Linked DNA regions of Rattus norvegicus: region 1 is linked to region 2. Evidence: chromatin contacts called from public Hi-C data. All regions are on one chromosome and are shown on one strand. The core of a region is the stretch at or near the end of the contact, and the rest is flanking DNA. Distances in the headings are between cores, read along the strand shown.

Evidence for each region. Hi-C and Micro-C count contacts between places; a contact is called where the count stands out from the background.
Region 1: a Hi-C map of psoas muscle shows a contact between it and region 2, with 2.9 times the contacts expected there. The contact joins the enhancer-like site here to the promoter of Exoc2 in region 2. A contact is called at or near these places in 8 of 12 Hi-C or Micro-C datasets (the A7r5 cell line, Schwann cells, frontal cortex and 5 more).

The regions. Positions count from the first base shown.
Region 1 is chr17:33,804,696-33,808,936 of GRCr8, reverse strand. The region is part of intron 12 of Exoc2 (exocyst complex component 2); the gene reads right to left. The region is part of intron 2 of LOC120097838 (a long non-coding RNA gene); the gene reads left to right. Among named protein-coding and RNA genes, the nearest start is that of Mir6319-1, 11 kb to the right of the region's middle. Within about 2 kb of position 2,821, at least 11 of the 93 cell types and tissues checked have an H3K27ac peak or open chromatin away from gene starts, as enhancers often do.
Region 2 is chr17:33,713,714-33,717,379 of GRCr8, reverse strand. Exoc2 (exocyst complex component 2) reads right to left here and starts at 2,400. Exons shown (of 29, transcript NM_134414.2): 1 at 2,284-2,400.

The sequences.
Region 1 (4,241 bases), core at 1,572-4,071, 91 kb before region 2:
AGGCAGGATAGGATTCCTTTCAAGCACTACACAGAGGAATTTCAATGCCAAGGCTGGGGTGGGGGTGGGTGTATCAAGGCAGAATTACAAATTCCTCACGAATTAGACCTGTGTCAACAGATAAAAATGCTCTTTGATCTTCTGATTCTATATATTAGAAGCTCCAACAGAGTGATTTCCTCAATTTCAAGGGAATAATTTAATCCAAACTAACCCAAGGACTCAGTCACCTCTCAGTTTGCCTCCTCACATTTGAGCTTCCCGACTGGGTTCTAGGCCACACTTTTGGTGTGTACTTCAACATCAAAACAACAGCTTAGAAAAGGAAATGAGGGGTTGGGGATTTAGCTCAGTGATAGAGCGCTTGCCTAGGAAGCGCAAGGCCCTGGGTTCGGTCCCCAGCTCCGAAAAAAAGAACCAAAAAAAAAAAAAAAAAAAAAAAAAAAAAGAAAAGGAAATGAATTTTGAAAACAAAATTAAAGACGTGAACTTTCAAGATTCTAGAACAGCAACTGGCCGGTGAAACAGTTTGTAATAAAGTGGGTGTAAGACTAACCAAAAAGGGTAGCCCCTGTTTTTATTAAGGTCTTACAGTTCACAGCAGGTATAAATAGAAGACATTCAGGAAAATATGTCTATATTATGCAAGTCAAAGAATGATAAAATCAGAGAATACAGAATAAAAATACTTGCAAATGTCACCATTTTACTACTACTTTGTAAATGTTCTGCACTGAGTACACCTGACATTTAGGGTTAAACCTTAATTCCTACTAGAAAGGACATTCAAGCTGTACAGTAAGCCACAGAGAATCGGTTGGGGGGGGGGGTGTGCACAGAAGAGGTTCTCTGACAAAGCATTTGTGATCTATCTGTATAAAACAGAAAGGTGAACTGATCACTTAATGAGAGAACAAGACCCAGCTCCTCCATACGGCACACAGAACAGTTCTTATTTTACTGTGCAGACCCAAAATGCCACTGAAAAGGCAAACTGAATTCATAAAGTCTTAACTGCTTTTTTAAAAAAAAGTGTCTGAGTTATTGGTACCAACTATTGGTCTTTATTTTTATTTGAAAGGTAAAATTGTCATTGTGCTCGTTAGCTTTTTGTGAACCTGACACAAGTCCAAGAGTTATCTGAGAAGAACTTCAATTGCAAAAACGCCTCCATCACACTGGCCTGTAGGAAGTCTGTGGAACATTTTCTTGACATATGGGAGATGCCACCCCTGGGCAGGGGGGCTTGGCTTGTATAAGAAACCAAGCTGAGCAAGAGAGTAAACCGCTTCCTCCAGGGCTTCTGCTTTAGTTCTTGCCTCCAAGGGTCCTGACACTGTCCTGCTGAGTTCCTGTCTGGCTTCTCAGTAATGGGACTACACTTTATGAGCTGAAGTGAAACTCTCCCTCTATTGCAATCGGCTGTGGGCATGTTTTATCACAGCAACAGGAAGGTAAACTAAGACAGTCATCACATTATACACATGTTTTAAAATCTACAATCAATCATGTTTTAAAAAAACTGTCAATTTATATTCTGGCAAATACAACTGTTAAATACACATGCCATTTTCAGACACCAGCAGCAATTTCTAATGTGGGCACTCTGAATCTAACTCATGATGTTCTTCCTGCTTCTGAAAAACAGAACGTACACACACGCACGCACACACGACAGAGAATGGAAACTCTTGCCGTCCCCCGCCCGGGGAGAAGACTGCTTTGGGCTCAGCACTTCTCCGATGCTTCCCTCTTCTGCATCCACTGTATCCTGCGCATCCCTATAGAGCTCCCAGACTTACGGCAGTACCCAATCCTGCCGGATTCCCTCTTCTAAAGCCAGTTCAAAACACTGTCATTACAGCATACAAAAGACAACAGTCCAGGTGGAGGACTCCTTCCCAGGAGTCTGCAACTGGACACTGCCACACTGCTCAGGGGTTATGAGCCCAATAACAGAGGAGACTTAGCTGCAGGAAAAAGATGTAGATCTCTTTCCTTCTAAGTGTTATCATTCAGGGTATGCTACGGCAAACACTGAGATTCACTCATTCAATCTCAGTGTTTCAATCTCCAGGAAATGAACTCCATGATGAACCCTTCCTAATGTACAAACTACACTATAACTTTAAAGAAAAAGTTATCATTTTTTTTTAAAAAAATTAATATGTCTATAACCTATGTCTACTGTCTTAACTGTGGAAATATATTTTTTTATAATTCTAAAGAAAATTCAATGAAGCCAACAGTTTCCTAATAGGGACTGAAATTTACTCTAATACATGGAAACTACCCTACTCTTCTGTTAAGAAAACACCAAAATTGTATTAGTAACCCTATTATTCAAAATGCTTATGTAGAAAATGTGTACATAAAGATAAATGCTATAGTTTAGATAAATATCAATGGAAACATAGCTTACTTTTTCTGTATAAAATGTAACCAAACTGTAGATCCCTACCACTGAATGAGCTCCAGCTGAAAAATCAAACCTTGTGTATCTTAAGGCTCTTGGGCAAACAAATATTTTTAGTTTTACAGTGGTGTTTAACAATCTACTACACGTTTGAAATCATTAAAGTCTATTCTGTTGGCTGGTTGGTTTACAGTGCATCAAACCCAGGGGTTTGAGCATGCGGAGCTATGAGCCTCTTTGAGCAGCTCACTGCCTGCAGCCCACGCGCCACTGTGAATACTGAGAAAAGACCATTCAGGAGTGACCTGTCCCCTCCAAGTCTTCAAAGACACCCTGAGCCATGGATGACTGTTCCTTCCTTCTGCTGAGTGTCTATTTTAAGAACCCGTTGCTTACATAAGCTCTGGCTCCTCTTCTAAACACCCCTCACTGAGCTCTGATTCTAGGAAGTCCCTCTGGAAGTCCTACCTAGAGCACAGATCCAAAGATGTCAGAGCAAGCTGATGGCCTTTCCCCCAGTTTACCAGACAGCCAGCTGGCCTGAGAGGTAAACTCAGGCCACTTCAGGAACAAAGAAGAAGACACCTTTGAAGGCCACCTTTTAAAGTTCTGTTTGAGAATCCCAGCAGGGGTTAACCAAAGGCTTTTCCTGGCAGGAAACCTCAAGACGTACACTAATTTTGGATCTATTTCATAGGAATTCCTAGAGACCAATCCTTAGGCAGTAGAAAAACTTTGACTTGTGTAATGGTTCAGAGTACTAGGTGCTTTGCACTCAGGGCACCAGAAACTCAGCTCAGGCTAGAAAACACAGTACTCAAATCCTGAGTCTGTATTTAAACTTTCAAAATCAGGTCTTATAATGTACATAAATCATGAAATTTAGAAAAAACTAAAAATACTTATATTTTTCCAACATAAAACATGTTTTATCTCCTGACACTTTTCCTTAATGTAAAAAATCCCAAACGTCGTATCAGGTTTCAGGGTCAGGATCCAGGGAACAGGGAGGGAATCTGGAATGCCAGCTCTCTGAGGAAGGTAGTGAGCCTTCCCATTGACTCATTTGATGAGCAGCATCTGCCAGGGTGGCTGTACACTAATACTGTAACAACTGAAGTCCAAAGGAGGTCCTACCAATCCTCAGTATAGACCACAGTCATGTATAAAGGCCAATTTTTTTAAAAGACACCAAGAATTATTTCCCTGCTTTTAATATTTATAGTCTATCCATTTAAACTGGGTTTTATTTCACTAGCTGTCTCAGTTCTTAGCCACTGTTTTGTCTGGGTTTAAACAACTGCATCCATTTCTCTTCTCCAAAGTTAGTAGTCTAAGTGCAGTGACTAGAATAGAAAGCCTTCAGATCCACTGCTTATGGATTGAAAGGACAGCCAGCTTTTGTTGTGAAACAAGGGTCCTGAGGATACCCACTGAGAACCATGTCACCTTGACAACAGAGTTCTAGATGCAATGCAGGTCTCATCATTCTAGAGCACACACACATCACCTCTAAACAGCACCTGACAGCTGGAAGGTCAGTCACCTTCTCATATGCAGCAGCCTTCAACAGAGCTGCAATCACATCATCAAGCTTGTACCTGACAGGCAATCAGGGGCTCGGTCTGTCTCTGAACACAGGGGTCGGTCCAATCAAGCCACAGGTACTGGGCAGGCCAATGGCAATGACTTCTCTAACCCTGCCAACCAAGTCCTGACGCTCTAGAGGGAAAGCTCGAGTATCCTGCTCAGATGCAACCGTAATTTCTGGGCCCTTCTAGCAGTCACCTTCATCTTTTCAGTGTCAACTCAGATCACATACTTA
Region 2 (3,666 bases), core at 1,151-3,650:
TAGATAAACACTAAAAACATAATCTGTGTACTATGCAGTAGGCGCTACTAGGAGCCGGGGCCTGATAAAGGTGAGTACAGAAAAGCCGGGCATAGATAGTGGTGTGTGTCTTAGCACTGAGGAAACTGTGCCACGAGGATCACTTCAGCCAAGCTGAGCACCTGAGCAGAGTGAGACCAGAAAGTGTGTGAAAAGGTTAACTAAGAGACAAGTTTATCCCTAGCGTTTCCTACGTGGTAAGATCCTGCTGTTGCTATACACTTAGAGATTCTATTCAACACCAAGTCTTTTACCAGAATGCAGATTCTTAAACTGTGGGTGGCAATCCTGTAGGTTATACTGAATATAGGTAACGGAATGTGGAGGTAGAGGGGGAGAAAAAAAAAGTTAAGTCTTCTGAACACATGGGGTCAAAAATGAATTTAAAAATCAAACATATAGTGAATCAAAAGTGTTACTAGGAGTACTCAATCCAACTTTATCACAGCATTGGTTCTGAACTCTCTCTCTCCCTGTCCACGGTGCCATGTCACGAGAGTATTAAAACCAAACATACAAACATACAATTCAGAGTCAAATCACTTTATGTTACAAATAGCAGTCGTTTTCACTGTATGTTACTAGTTGAACAGAAAATATCTCCTATAGGCTCCAAACCTCCTAACACTGTTTTAGGTAGTTTTGAAAGCTTTAGGATGAAGAGCCTTGTTGTGAAAGTGAGTCGCCAGGGGGTGGGGACTTGAGGTTTTTGAGCCCAGCCCTACAGCCTGACTTCTACCTGCTTCCAGTTCCTGAGGTGTCCCAGGGCACAGTCCTGCCACCATGGAGCTGCCTCACCAGCATGGGTGATATAACTCCAATCTATAAACCAGACTAAGCCCTTCTTCCCTTATGCTGCTTGGCAGGAACTTGGTTACACCAATGGAAAACGAACACACACTATATATATATACAAAGTGTTCTGTTCTTAAAGAAGAAGAATGGTTTGATTACAGAAAGCAAAGACTATATACATTTCCCTACCTGGCCTTCCTCAGCATGCAATCATCAGATAAATGGGTCTTTGACTCGTGTTGTGTCAGGATTTTAATTTGAAGAACTGCTGTTTAGAGTTGCTGATTTGAAGTTCTAGAAAGATCATCAATGAGTTTTGCTTGGGAGTAAGGACAAATTTGCAACAATTTCCAAAATGTTCCTAACTGCACTCCTACCATTTTGTACTATGTATTTATATGGAGCAATGTTCCCAGTACTGATGATTAGAAAATTAAAATAATCAGTTCTGAAAAGCATTGAAGATGCTCAGTGTCCTGTGGTTACAAATATTAAACCAAGACTTAACTCTTTATGTAAAGAGAATTGAGTTATCCAACTCTACGCTTTCATCTTTAAAAAATGATGTTTACATGTATACAAAAATAAAATGCTTTGTGATTTACGGTTAGTGAATGGCTACATTGCCTACCTATTTTATAAAGTCATGAATATTCTTTATAAGTTTTAAGTGGCAAGAGTTGAAAAAGCCCCGTACAGCCTTTACAAATGTTTTGAATGTAACCTTCGAGGTGTCACCTTTGGAGGCTAATAGTTCAAAACGTCTGGAACAGTAAATTAAATAATTGACAAGGGAAAAAAAAGACCACTTTTCAATGTCCCCAAAAATTCTTTCCAACAAACGGAGTAAACAATCTGTTCCCTTGCTTAAAAATACTTTTACTGAGTCAAACAAAAGAGAAGATGTAAGAAGCAAGCTCGCATCAGCGTCTTTCGAATCACAAATTTTTCACATTTAGATCTTCTTGTTTTGACTGTCAGTTTTGACTGCCACTGGCGGAATCTGTTACCAAGCCTGGGCCATCACATGCTAAGCTTTATAAACAAAGTCTTACTATGCATTAGTAGGGAGATAACCAGTAGCCATTAGTTTTTTGGTTTTTTGTTTTGTTTTGTTTTGTTTTTTGTTTTGTTTTTTTTAGTATAAGGCATCCAAATGGTCTAATGAAGGTGTGGCTGAACACGCACTTGCTACTCCCAGAGTAGTAAAGAAACCACTCAAGCTTCCCATCCGCGTTAGTATGGGGGGGTTACGCGGATTAAAAACCAACCCTCCATATCTGCCGCTCCTCCCGGGTCCAGCCCGGAGGCCAGCGCGGAGGCGGGTGGGAAGACTCGGCCCGCAGCTCCCAAACGCGCCCGGGTCCCTCACGGCGCCGTCCCAGGTCGCTCAGCCCCGACGGTTCGGTGCCCTGCGGTTCCACTCCGGGCCCCGGACGCTACACTTACCTGCAGCTTGCAGGCGGCGTCAGGTCCGGGCCAACCCGCTCCGGGCCGCAGCAGTCTGCCGTAGGGCCGCACTTCCGCACGCCGCGAGCGCCGAGCACGTCGATCCGCCGCCTAGCCGAGCGCCGAGTCCTGGATGGGGGGGGGGGGAGGACTAGACTATGGAGAAGGGAAATTAGATGGAGATGACAGACAGGATGAAAGTGGAGAGGGAGGGACGAAAGGGAAAAGGAGGGGAAGGGGAAGAGGAAGGTAGAGAGGTGGAAAGAAGAAGAGGAATTGGTGGGAAAGGGAGAAAAGGAGGGAAGCAGAAAGGAAGAGAGGGAGAAAGTGAAAGGGTGGAATTAGGAGAAGAAAAAGAGGGGAGAGGTAAAGAGGTACAGTGGTTAGGGTCACAGTAGATATTGCTAAAGAGTTCACAATGGGTCAGGGATCAGCTCCAGGGCTGAGGCAAACCTCAATCAAAGGACTGCATCTAGCCAGGAGTACCCCGCCTTAAGGGATCTCACAGGTCAAAGCTTTGGAGTTCCAAGGCTCTGAGAGGCAAATTGATTTGCAAACTCACAAGACCCCCAAATTATAGAAATGACTTCCATCTACAATCCCAAAGCCCTAAGCTTTGAGTGTACCCTCCTGTGTGCTGGGCTCTAGAGAAGGCCGGCTGAACAGAAGCAGGAGTTCCCCTGTGACTTCCTCCATAGCAGTCCAAGCAACAAAGGACAGTGGCAGAAGCATAGAACACGGGTCTACTTGTGGTTGTGTTGCCATGACTGTAGAGAGAAATAGCTACAGGGTTCCCATTATCTAAGACCATAACAGCCTAACCTTTCTAACTCTGAGACCCTTTCATACAGTGCTCTGTATTGTGCTGACCCTCCCACCCCACAACCATAAAATTATTTTGTTGTTACTTCATAACTGTAATTTTACTACTGTTATGAATGCAATGTAAATATCTGTTTTCCCCTGTGAAATGATCATTTCCCCCAGAGAAGCTGAGAGCCACTGGCCTAAGCTCTCTTTTCTTTCTCAAGTATCTTTATGTGCAGCGTTATGCATTCACTCAGTGCATACACTGAGGAGGGTGCTGTTCAGGTACTACGAATTAAGAGATATCATATGGCTTCATTTTGCTCTCCTATTTGTGAGAAGATATGTCAAAATGTTTCCAGAACCATCCCTTCTGAAGAGCAAGGGAACACTCCATACATGAGGGAGAGGCTTGGCAGCAGAGGTCCTAAGGAAATTTGGTAAGAAATCTCTGGCAGTCGCATAGCCTTTCACAGTGAAACAAAACTCTTCAGGTCTCAGTGACTTGACGTTTATCAGGTAAGGCTACCCTGCCAGCAAAGCCAGAATGGTGGCTCTTGAGAACTCACGGAGTTT